Regions from separate parts of the Anas platyrhynchos genome. Here region 1 is linked to region 2. A link is a contact called in public Hi-C data. All regions are on one chromosome and are shown on one strand. Each heading gives the region's core, a stretch centred on a gene start, on an enhancer-like site or on the middle of the called end of the contact. The rest is flanking DNA. Distances are from core to core; before and after follow the strand shown.

What was found. Hi-C and Micro-C count contacts between places; a contact is called where the count stands out from the background.
Region 1: a Hi-C map of F5 follicle shows a contact between it and region 2, with 1.8 times the contacts expected there. The contact joins the promoter of LOC106019422 here to the enhancer-like site in region 2. A contact is called at or near these places in 2 of 8 Hi-C or Micro-C datasets (F5 follicle and small yellow follicle).

Annotation. Positions count from the first base shown.
Region 1 is chr4:10,615,517-10,620,670 of IASCAAS_PekinDuck_T2T, forward strand. LOC106019422 reads right to left here and starts at 2,970. Exons shown (of 5, transcript XM_013106652.5): 1 at 2,420-2,970; 2 at 2,074-2,215; 3 at 1,906-1,951; 4 at 1,488-1,574; 5 at 1-1,131. The coding sequence starts at 2,686. The coding sequence ends at 1,035.
Region 2 is chr4:10,540,937-10,546,228 of IASCAAS_PekinDuck_T2T, forward strand. The region is part of intron 8 of EMCN (endomucin); the gene reads left to right. Among named protein-coding and RNA genes, the nearest start is that of EMCN, 23 kb to the left of the region's middle. Within about 2 kb of position 3,110, at least 2 of the 8 cell types and tissues checked have an H3K27ac peak or open chromatin away from gene starts, as enhancers often do. A contact at or near this core is called in F5 follicle, where this site is marked.

The DNA.
Region 1 (5,154 bases), core at 1,720-4,219, 74 kb after region 2:
ACACTACCCAAATGTACTTCAAATAAGCTGAATTGGATTATAATTAGAGCTGCGTTTTGGGAAAGAAAATCCTCCTAATTGCCTCCGTACCGACAGCATCAAGGAGGAGAGGGCTGCAGGCATAGGGCATGGCCCCGAAACAGCACGGCAGGGCTGGGGGCCTGCGGGAGTAGCTCCAAAAAGCAAGGCAGCCTCCCTCTTTTCCTTTTTTCCTTTTTTTTTTTCCTATGTTGGGAAACACTCCCAAAGCAGCTGCTGATGCTGGGAAAACCCCAGGAAGCTCCTGGCTTATTTTCTACAGCCAAACCAGCAGAGCTGAGCTGCGGGGCGCGAGGCATCGCATGCCTCAGCAAATGAGGATGAGTTGAGGAGCCTGTGACTGGGCGGGTAGCAGCAGCAAAGCATCCTCCTCTCTCCCTCAGCACTGTGCTTCGTGTGGTTGTGCTGAAAGAAAACCTGGGGGAAGGCGTGTGGGAAAACAAGCTGGGTGGGAAAAACGTGCCTCTCTGGGGAGGCCATGCGGGGATAACAGTGCAAGTGCTACTTCTGTGCCTCGCGTGGAGCCTGTGGACGAGGGGAAGCATTGGTGCTGCACCAGGTTGCCACAGCCTTCTGCCAGCTTTAGTCAATCAGCAGTTGCTTGTCTCTGTTGGTATGTGTGCACGTTGGCTCTTATTTCCCAACCATTCAATTTAATTACGTTCCCCCCAAACTGGTGATGGCGAGCTTGTTAAAGAAAGGCAGCTATGCAGTGAGGGCATTATTTATCTTTGCTGTGAAGCCAGGGTTATTTCTATTACAAATGACACCACGCACATGTGTCCTGCTGATTTATGATGGCAAAGATGAGCTGTGATCATTCATTGCAGCACACGAAATACACACGGCACATCTGCACCTACACGCTCAGGTCAACGCCTGGATCCAGCTTCATAGAGCAGACGAGTTGGTGCAAGATGTGATTACCAGCTGGCAATTAATTATTGGTAAAGGTGCAGACGAAGGCAAAGCTGGAAGGGCATTGGTGCAGGCTTTCAGGGCAGGTTTCGGCTCTTGAGGATGTTCTCCAAAAGCTCCTGAGCTTCTTGGAGCCCGTGGGCTGCAGCCACACTGAGGAGTTTCTCCACTTCCCTGAAGGACATGAAATCTTTGTTAAAAAAAATAATCTAGAAAAAGGTCTGGTTGGTTCCTATCTGACTTTTATTTACCCAGATTTTTATTAGAGGACCACGACTACTCGATCTGAAAGAACCTGTGATGCCAACTCTCTAATATTCAGAAAACGATCTGTTTTTCTCTTTGCTTTTCCCTATGATCTGGGTGTGCATATTTGGGGTTTGGTGATTCTCCCAGCCTAATTAAACTGAAGCAGAAATGATTTGGAGGTCTTACATACACCTTATAAAACCGAACAACCGACTCTGCCTATCTCAGGAGGAACTGGGCCCTCCTCTGTAGTGGAAAGGGGCAGGAGCAGCTGGTGTTACCCTTCCTCCAGTGCCGCCGTCATGTTTCGGAGAGCTCCCAGCGCCAGGTTGAAGGAGGAGTGAGGGTGGCCCTGTCCTGCTGCCTGCCTGAAGAAGGAGAGGGGGCAAGGAAGGCATAAAGAAGAATACAAAACAAAAACTTAATTCAACTATTTCCCCTGTGCACCTGTGGTCTCAAACTCAAGATTTTTTTTGGCCTCCCCCTGGCTTAAAATAAGCGTGAGAGGACGGGGAAGGCAGAGTGAAGTGTCTTGACCCCAGGCGAGACTCAGGGAGGGCCGGGCACGCACCATGGTGCAGCACACCTCTCCCCACAAAAATATCACCAGTTCTTTTTCCTCCTCCCTCACCCCGACAGACTTTCCCAGAAAAGAGCCAGGCACAGTGTCAGGAATTGGTTTTTTTTTTTGCACCTCACCTGAACCAGTGCATGGCCAGGTCTTCGCTTTTCTCCACTCCAGCTCCTGAGAGGGAAACAAAGCAGCAGAGTCGGGGCAAGGACGTAAAATACGATGCCCAAAGGCCAGGGTGCAGAGCCACGTTTGTGTTCCCCGTGCACAAACATCCTTTGGCAGGGAAGATTTACCTTGCAGATACCTCTGCCCCACGATGTGCTGGGCATGGGGGTACCCCAGGCGAGCATACACCTGAGCCACACGGAAATGGAAGCCCTGGTAGCACAGCGCCATGTACAGCAGCAGCAGGGCGGCCACAGCCACAGCCACCAGCTGCAAAAGAGGAGGTGTGAGGAGAGAAAGGAGCAATCTTTGATGCAGAGCTGCTTCCAGCACCCATTAAAGCCAAATAAGCAAAATCTTCTGCAAGCCCTTGGTTGTGCTCCCCGTGCCCATGAGCACAAAGCCCTGGGGGCTTTGCAGAGGCTGCGCTGATGCTGCCAGACTCAGCGCTGCCTCCCCGAGCCCCTCGCTTACCTCCCAGGTGCTCCACACCACGCTGGGGGGCTCCCCACCTTGCAGGGAAGGATTTTCCTCACGGGAGCCAGTGCTGCCCCTTCCCACCCATCGCCGCCGTGCCGGGGGCTCGGTGTCCCCCATGGCTCCCCGCTGCTGGAGCTCTGAGAGCTGCCTCCCTCGCCGCAGGTCCCCGTGGTCGCCTTCTCCCAGCTTTGCTCCTGATTTATGGTGGTCGCAGCCCAGCTGCTCGGCTGAGATAAGAGGGATAGTGGAAAAGGTGACCATCCTCTGCCAGCACCCTTTGAAACTGCTACCATTCAACTCTGTGCTGGATGCTCTTCCGCCTTCAGACTGCGTCAGGGTGGGTAAACAGCTAAATTTCACAAAGTTGAGGAAGAAATTAAAAGTAAAATGTTTGCTTTTCGTGCTTTTCCCACAAGAAGGCAAGTGCTTCGCAAGGATGCTACTCAGAGCCACAGATGTTGAGCAGCTTGTTAACTCAGTTGCTTGGGCTCCACAGGGTCCTGTCGGGCTTTGAATGAGTGAAATAAGATGCGGGCCCGCCCCCAGGTGAGAAAATCAGAAAGGGTGCAGTGAGCTATAACCAGGGAATTATTTATATTTATCTAATATATATGAAATATATAATTAACAACCCCTGCCCTCCCCCAAAGTTCAATGGGATGGGATTATTCTTATTTTTTTAAGCTGGAAAAGGGCTTACATGCTAAAGGCGGGCATTTTCTAGCTGTGTAGTTGTGCCTTTATTCATCTGCAGTGACTCCACCTAGTGAATTCCAGACGGTAAATCATGTTTTGCCTTCACAGCTGAGCACACGGCTGCTTTTAACACCAGGTACTGCCTCCTGCCTGTTACCTTTCTGCTCCGGAGTCCTAGCCAAGAACCGTCACTGAGTGGCAAGGTAGATGAGATCCATCTCATGCAAAGGGCTGACCTTGCCTGGTTGCCTAAGAGTAAAAAAATTAAAAGTTTTTTTTTTTTTTTTCTTTTCTTTCCAATTTTACAGCAAGGGAAGTGCCATGCTGTGGTTTTGAAGGCAGTGATGACTCAGCCTAAAACCCTTACCGAAGAGGAAACCCTTCATCCGTCTGCATTGAGGTAAAGTTCTCATTTCTGGTGTTGTGCTGCCATCGTGGGGCCAACCTCATTTGCTTGGTCACGGCCACACGACAGTCTGAGGCCCATCTTCATGCTCCTCATCCTCTTGATACCATTTTCAGGGTATATGAAGCGAATGGGACATGAACAGTCATATTGTAGGGTCAGCTGCTTCTAAAGCAAACCCTGAGGAGAAGGACCTAGGCTGCAGTATCCTTATACTCATTTACCTATTTTTTTGGCTACAATTATTGGAATTTAAAGTTAAAAATGAAAAACAACGACAACAACAACCTCATGGAGTCATTCTGCTTGGGAATGAACGAATCTGTAGCTGCAGATCCCAAATTTTGGCAAAAGTAAGCTCCTGAGTTACTGTTACCATTGCTCATAAAGGAGTATCTGCAGTAGATTCACCCTGACACCTGACCTAGCTCAATGAAATTACACTTTTCGCTGCACAGTCAGGTCCTGGTGCTTGCAGTTCTTCATTGCAGGTGACTGCAGTGACACATGGGAAGGTGTTATTACTTGCACATTAATTAATGGCACGTTATCAGTGAGGGGCATGCTTGTGCTATAAGCCCGATGTGGTCGTGGTTCTCATGCCTGCAGTGAGCTTGAGCTGCTTCTCTGCAAAAATCAGCCTTCAGCACAAGGAAAAAGTAAATTGGGTTGTCGATGCAGCAGCCAGTGATGGCTGTAGTAGCTGTAGTAGCTGCCTCCTACCAGCACATCACTTCTCTTTGCCATGGCTTTGGCAAGGAAAGGACGAGGGACTGGTGGTGTTTCTATTTCCCCTTTCATCTACAGCAAACAAGTTTTGAAGAACGACTTCCATCTTGTACAAATGAGCATTTTGATTGAAAACGTGGAGCCAGCCACGTTCAGGAAAACACATTTTTCCCCACATTTCTTTTTCACGTGAAAGGTTTTGCTAATCATGTGGTTTCTCTTTTCCTCCTTGCTGTGTCAGTGTGGTTAGGGCTGGAAGCACTTAAATGCCCCATTTCAGTTGAAAGGTGGGTGTTGAGTGCTGGAAGGAGCACGGGTGGCTGTGACTGGAAGGAGCTAATAGGACAACATCACTGTTCAGGAGACCTGGAGCCTAGACTGAGTCCCAGGGAGACAAGAAAGGAAAGAATAATAATGGATTGCGCCAAAACCCGTATGTGAACACTGTGTTTGTCCCTTCTCATTTGTTTTCCTAAGGTTTGCTACGCTTTGTCCCAAATGAAGAAACATACAATTGCTGAAAGAATGGTAGATGAAGGCTATGAAACCAAAATAAGCCATGCCCCTAGCACATTGCCAGTTCAAAGCAAACACATTGACCTCGCCGCCTCAGACAGAGTCCAGGCACTGCCTCGGAGTGTCACTGTCTGATTAGCCTCAAGGAGTTTTTCCGATTCACTTTGTTAGGAAAAGAAACGGGTATAACCCAACTGATATAACTGGCACGAGTCTATTTAATCAAAGCGTCCCCTAGGCACCGGCAACATGGGGCAGATTGGATTCCCCCTCCTTGTTCGCCAGCTTGAAGGTGGTTGAGTGCGTGCTCACACATGGCTTTAGAGCACAACACCAAACTGTGAATGCTCTTCACCTCAGTTACCCTGCTGGATGGAGCTCA
Region 2 (5,292 bases), core at 1,860-4,359:
ATGAGAGGTATTCCTTCTGGGGAGCCCTACAGCTCACCAGGAGCCAAGGGGTGTCTGGAGGATGGTGCTGGTGTCACCACTTACGGCTGGTATTGGGCATTACAGGGCTGCAGCACTCTGCACGCTGGCGTGCTGGCTCGTCCCGTCAAGCTCTAGCTGGGGATGGGAGGAAGGAAGTCAATGAATCACTAGGAATCAGTGCACAGCCCTTCCTGCTTTCTTTTAAGAGGTTTCGTTAAGCCTCTGAGTTATGTAGGAGCTAAAAACACACGTAAGGCTCTGGTAATTACTGTGGGGCTCTGCTCGAAGCCCATCATAGGTAGGCTGTTCTCACAGCTCTTGTAAGGTTTGCTTGTATAATTTCCTCTGCTGCCGTATCAAACTGGTCGTTAATCTCCACCACATCAGCCACGTTATCTAAGGAGAAGCTCACCCTGTGTCTCAGCTACTGCAGGTATCTCCCACCAAGTAGTTGTCGCCAGTTTGAATTCATGGCCTGAGACCTGTGTACGTGGCAATACACCAGCTCCAAGGGGAAGCCCTTGAAAAGCGATCTGCAAAGCTTCTCAGCTTTGCACTCGGGCACTTTTATTTAAGGGATAGTTAAAGGTTTACACTCACAACACATGCCTTTTCTTCTTTGCTTTCTGACGACAAAAGCATTTTCCCCCTTTCTCTTCTCACTGCATAAGGTGGCTGTTGTTGGCTCAGGCTTCTTCCTCGTGCTGTTTCAGTGTCCCTTCGGACCAGGTCCTTACAAGCAGCCAACACCGCTGTCCCACAGTTGCAATCCCACAGAGGGTGCCTTACATGGATTCCTTTAGAAATACATTAAATTCAGTTAAGGATTTCAGAAAGATCCTTACTCTTTGTCAAATTATTCAAATAGAGTCACTAGAATAAATCTGGACAGAAAAAAAATACATAGTCTGTTCGCTCTGAGGACTCCAGAGACAAAAGCTGCTCTGTCTGTAAGGAATGAATTAAGACAAATCAGTGCAAGGTGTTTTGAGAACAACCCAAAAGGACATAAAAAGGCTGTCCTAATTAAAATAAAAATCAGCTTCTAAAGGGGGTTAGTAAAGTGGTTACAGCTTTCGTGTATAGGCGAGGCTTGAGAAAATAAGAGCGTAATTACATTTTATTTGAAAAGAGGATTTTCTAGGAATAGAGTTACACATTTGTTTTTGATTTGTGCTTCTGGTTTGGCTTTGGCTTCTGCTAAAGATTTAGCCTAGGTTTTGGTTTCAAGTGCAGCCATACCCTGGAGTGATCCTTTCTGTGCTCTGGAGGGCTTTCACAAGGCAAACAAAGCCTCTCTAGAACCCATTCAAACAGCTTGGTTTTTATTTTATCTCCCAGTTCCCTACGGGGCGTCCTGTTACCAGTCAGAGAGCAGAGAGGAGCCCAGGAGTCCGCTTCTCCATCAGCTGAGGGCAGGTAGCACGGGGAGGTGGGAAAAATGCCAGGGCATGGGGTGGTGAAAGCTTCATGAGAGCCTGCAGAGCCTCACGGGAGGCTGAGAAGGCAGATAGGGCAAGTGGCTGCTGGACAGATAAGGAGAAGGAAGGAAGGAAGGAAGCAACAGGGGAAATGCAGCAAGACCTGAGAAGGCTTTCTGGTGGGAGGGAGGGAAGCAGGGCTGCAGCCCTGAGCGGTTCTGGTGCACCACAGGACCTCGCCACGGGCCCCACCATCCTCCCCTCCTTCAGCCACAGAGCAAAGCCAGCCGTGGTGGGATCAGGGAGGTCTCCTGACACTGGAGGTGGAAAATTAGGCCCTTTCTGAGCTTCGTGTTTGACCTGGAAGTAAAACTCAAATTGCAAGTTAAGATCCAGGTGCCCTTATTTGTCCTTAGCTGAGGATGCAAGGCCCAGATTTCAGACTTGAGAGACTAAATTTAGGTTCCTAAACCCCACGTTTAGGTGCTGAAATAAGCTGCTTTCCCAGAACTTGCTGGGTGATTACCAGTAGCAAAGATCAAGCTACTAATCTTGGTGGCTGAACAGGATTTAGGAGCCTAACATTAGACACCTGCTTTTGAGGCACACTGACATCGAGTTTTAGCCCTTTCCAGATTTATGTATTTCTATTTCCGTGGAGGTTTTTCCAAGTGCAGGCACTGGACTCCAAGCTTTTTTTGATGTCCTGTGTTATGAGAAACTGCTTGCAGAAGTTTGCCCTTGCCCATTCACAGCCTGAGCTGCAGAGGATGTTACAGGATTTGGGACGTATGAGCTGGGGGCTGTCAGCAGATCTCCCTGCTTCCAAGGAAATGCATTTGGCAAAAAAAAAAGGTGACAACTGCATTAAGCTGAGGGAGGCCTTTACCTGGGAAATATCTCCAGCTTTTCCACATCTGAAGTAATTTTCCACAGTAACCAGAGAAGGAAAGTCAATCAGCTACAGAAGTGTGAGCACTATCTTCATTTTTCTCTCCCAGCCAATTATTTCTCTTGTCGTTTTTATGGTCTCCAGGAGAAAAATTTGGCCAGTAAGACCTTAGTTGTGTAGGTTTGCCAGGTAGTCATACAGTCAGAGCCCACTCCAGCTGAGCATATACTGAATTGCTTGCTGGAAAAAAAAAGAGGAAAAACAGACATGTTAACAGAGCAGGTACAAAAGGGAGAAATGAAATTTGATTGTATGAAGATGCAACAGTGGGGGGGGAGGAATAAACAGACATGGTGCTCTTTGCAGGGAAATGGAAGACACATCAGAAGTGTTGAGACCTGCGTAACAAAATGTTAAATGGCTTGCAGCAGTGAGAGCAAGACAAAATAAGCATTCAGCTGAGTTCTTAGCTCCGTGGCGTTACAGGAGGGGCAAAGAGCAGGGAGAACAGTCCAGGCTAGTGCGAGTGTCTTCTCTGTTAATGACTGTGACAAGTCCATTTGCAACAGGGTCCTCTTTTATTACTCAATCAGATGTGCATTAGTTAGGTCCTATGTTGTAAGCGACCGCTGATTCCTCTATGAGGAGCAGCTGGAACACAGAAAATCACATCCACCCTACCTGTTAAAGCAAATCCTTCCCAACCTGCCACCTACTACTGCCTGTACTGACTCACAGAGAGAGTCACAGGCCAGTGGCTCAGCAAGTTCACACCTAATTCAGTCCCAGATCTGATGTGACAGAAGCTTCCTGTTGGTGGTGGTATTGTTTCCAACTGCGAGTTCCGTTCTGTCCCACAAATTGGGCTAAAGCCCAACGAAAATAAAGATAACCCCAATTCCCTGCGGTTTCCGCTCTGAGCGAGGCCAGCATAGTGATAGGCAGTGGGAATGCAATATGGGGCCAGAGAGGGCTGCAGGAGCTTCACAGAACATAGAAATACTGGGCTCCTACTCACACGGGCATGATTCTATAAATATTTCCATCTATAACTTTGTATGTCGAAAGTCCAGCTGAAATTAGGAAGAATAACCTTTATGCACTCAAGGGACAGATCTGTTAAGCTGTTGCCGAAAGAGGGGTGGAATAGGTAGGAGCAGATTTTTCCAAAGTAATCTTCTCTGATGCTGCTCACTGAAATTGGTGGAGGGTTTTGTTGTTGCTGTTGTTTTTAATTGACCGCACTGGGAGCAGAGCTAGGCCAGTCTGGAAGGGTCTGGATCTGCCCTGTAGGCTTGACACGAGAGCAGATCCGGCCTCACAGAACAACAGAAAACTTTATTTTCTGTTCAATTCCTTAGCAAGTCCTGCTATTTACTCTCCAAAACATACACTGAAAGAATATATATGGGCAGCTCCGAAGATGATCAAAAAATCCTCCATCAAATAAATCTTCTAACAAAAAGTAGCAAAACTCACAAACCAGTCAGCTTGACAAATAGCCTTCCATCAGCCCTACTGTGACTCAGTGCTTGAAAGATTTTGGGGGAGAAAAATCCATTCTAGGAGAGAACATCAGATGAAAAATACGGCCTGAGCGAAGTGTATTTCCAACACACTTGCAAATGTTGTTGGGAGCCAGCAATCCACCCTGGATAAAGACACCTCCCAGCCATTGTTATTCTTGAAGGATTTTGTGGCTCTTCCTGTTGTTTTGCAGCAGGTGGCTTCGTGACTCAGCCCAGGGCCTCCCGGCCAAACAGCGGGATCACGGGGAAACGAAAGTCTTTCTAACACCAACCTACAACCAAAGGGCTGAAGTGACTCCCCACACACCCCAAAAGTGAGGGGTGGCAGCCATAAAGGAGCTTGGTCACAAGGAGGAGGCCACGAAGGAGGGGCTGGCCGTGGATCGTCAGCCAGGTACCGCTCCCCTCGCCCCTGGCTGGTTGGGAATCTGCTGGAGCAGCGCTACCGCCTGGCTATTACTTCCTGAAGCACTTGCACCTTTTCCGATGCTTTCTGCTTTCGAGTACCGACCTGATCCAAGCGGCCTTGGGAACGCGGCAGACCCAATTCATGTTGGTGCTTCCCAGCAGCGATGAGCTGTGTCGAAGCAGTCTCTTCTTGCACAGCTCTGTTGCGCAGTGCAGATCACAACAAAGGGTTATACCAATTAATTAAAAAAAAATACGTATTTCTTTAAGTTTCTCTGTAAAACTGAACTTTCTGTTGGTGCGGCGTTACTGCCACTGCCCCACCTGCAAAGGAGCAGTTTTGTTCTCTCATTGAATCAACTGCAGTAAATGCAATGATACAGCACCCTACGTCACAGCTTTTGGCTGTAAATGTGTTAAAGCACGGGTTTGATCGGTTTTATTTGAGGAGCTGCCACCTCAGCTAGCTCTGTGACTCTGCATGGGATGCTGTGACCCTCAGGGACTGGCCCCGGCCATGGGCAACACCCACAGGCTGAGCAGGGCTCTGCGAAGGGCTCCCCGTGTCCGTGGGGGATGACAAAAGCTAATTAACACCTGGGTTAATCAAAAATTTGGGTTAGTATAAGCAGGGATGGATGTGAATCGGTATATTCCTGATGACGAACTGCCCAGAAATACAACAACTCAGCAAAACCATGCATGTGTGAGAAAAATCCGTGAGATTTCCAGTTACCTGTAGGTAAGCTGCAATCCCTGCTTTTAGCAGGCACCCAAGATGCTTCTGTTTGCAGTCGGCCTGTTGCTGCCTAACTGCGACATGCCAAGGAAAGAATTGAATCCCCCCTGTATTTCTGAACAAGTCGGCGAGTGGAAATGCAGAGAACAGGAAAATGTGTATGGTATCTGCAGAGGGGCAGATAGGCGGTCTGCGAGGAAGCCGAAATACTGGGGGTATGTTTTGGCACACCACCCAGGGATTTTTACCCCCTTCTCTTTGCCGGTGCAGTTTCCTTATTAT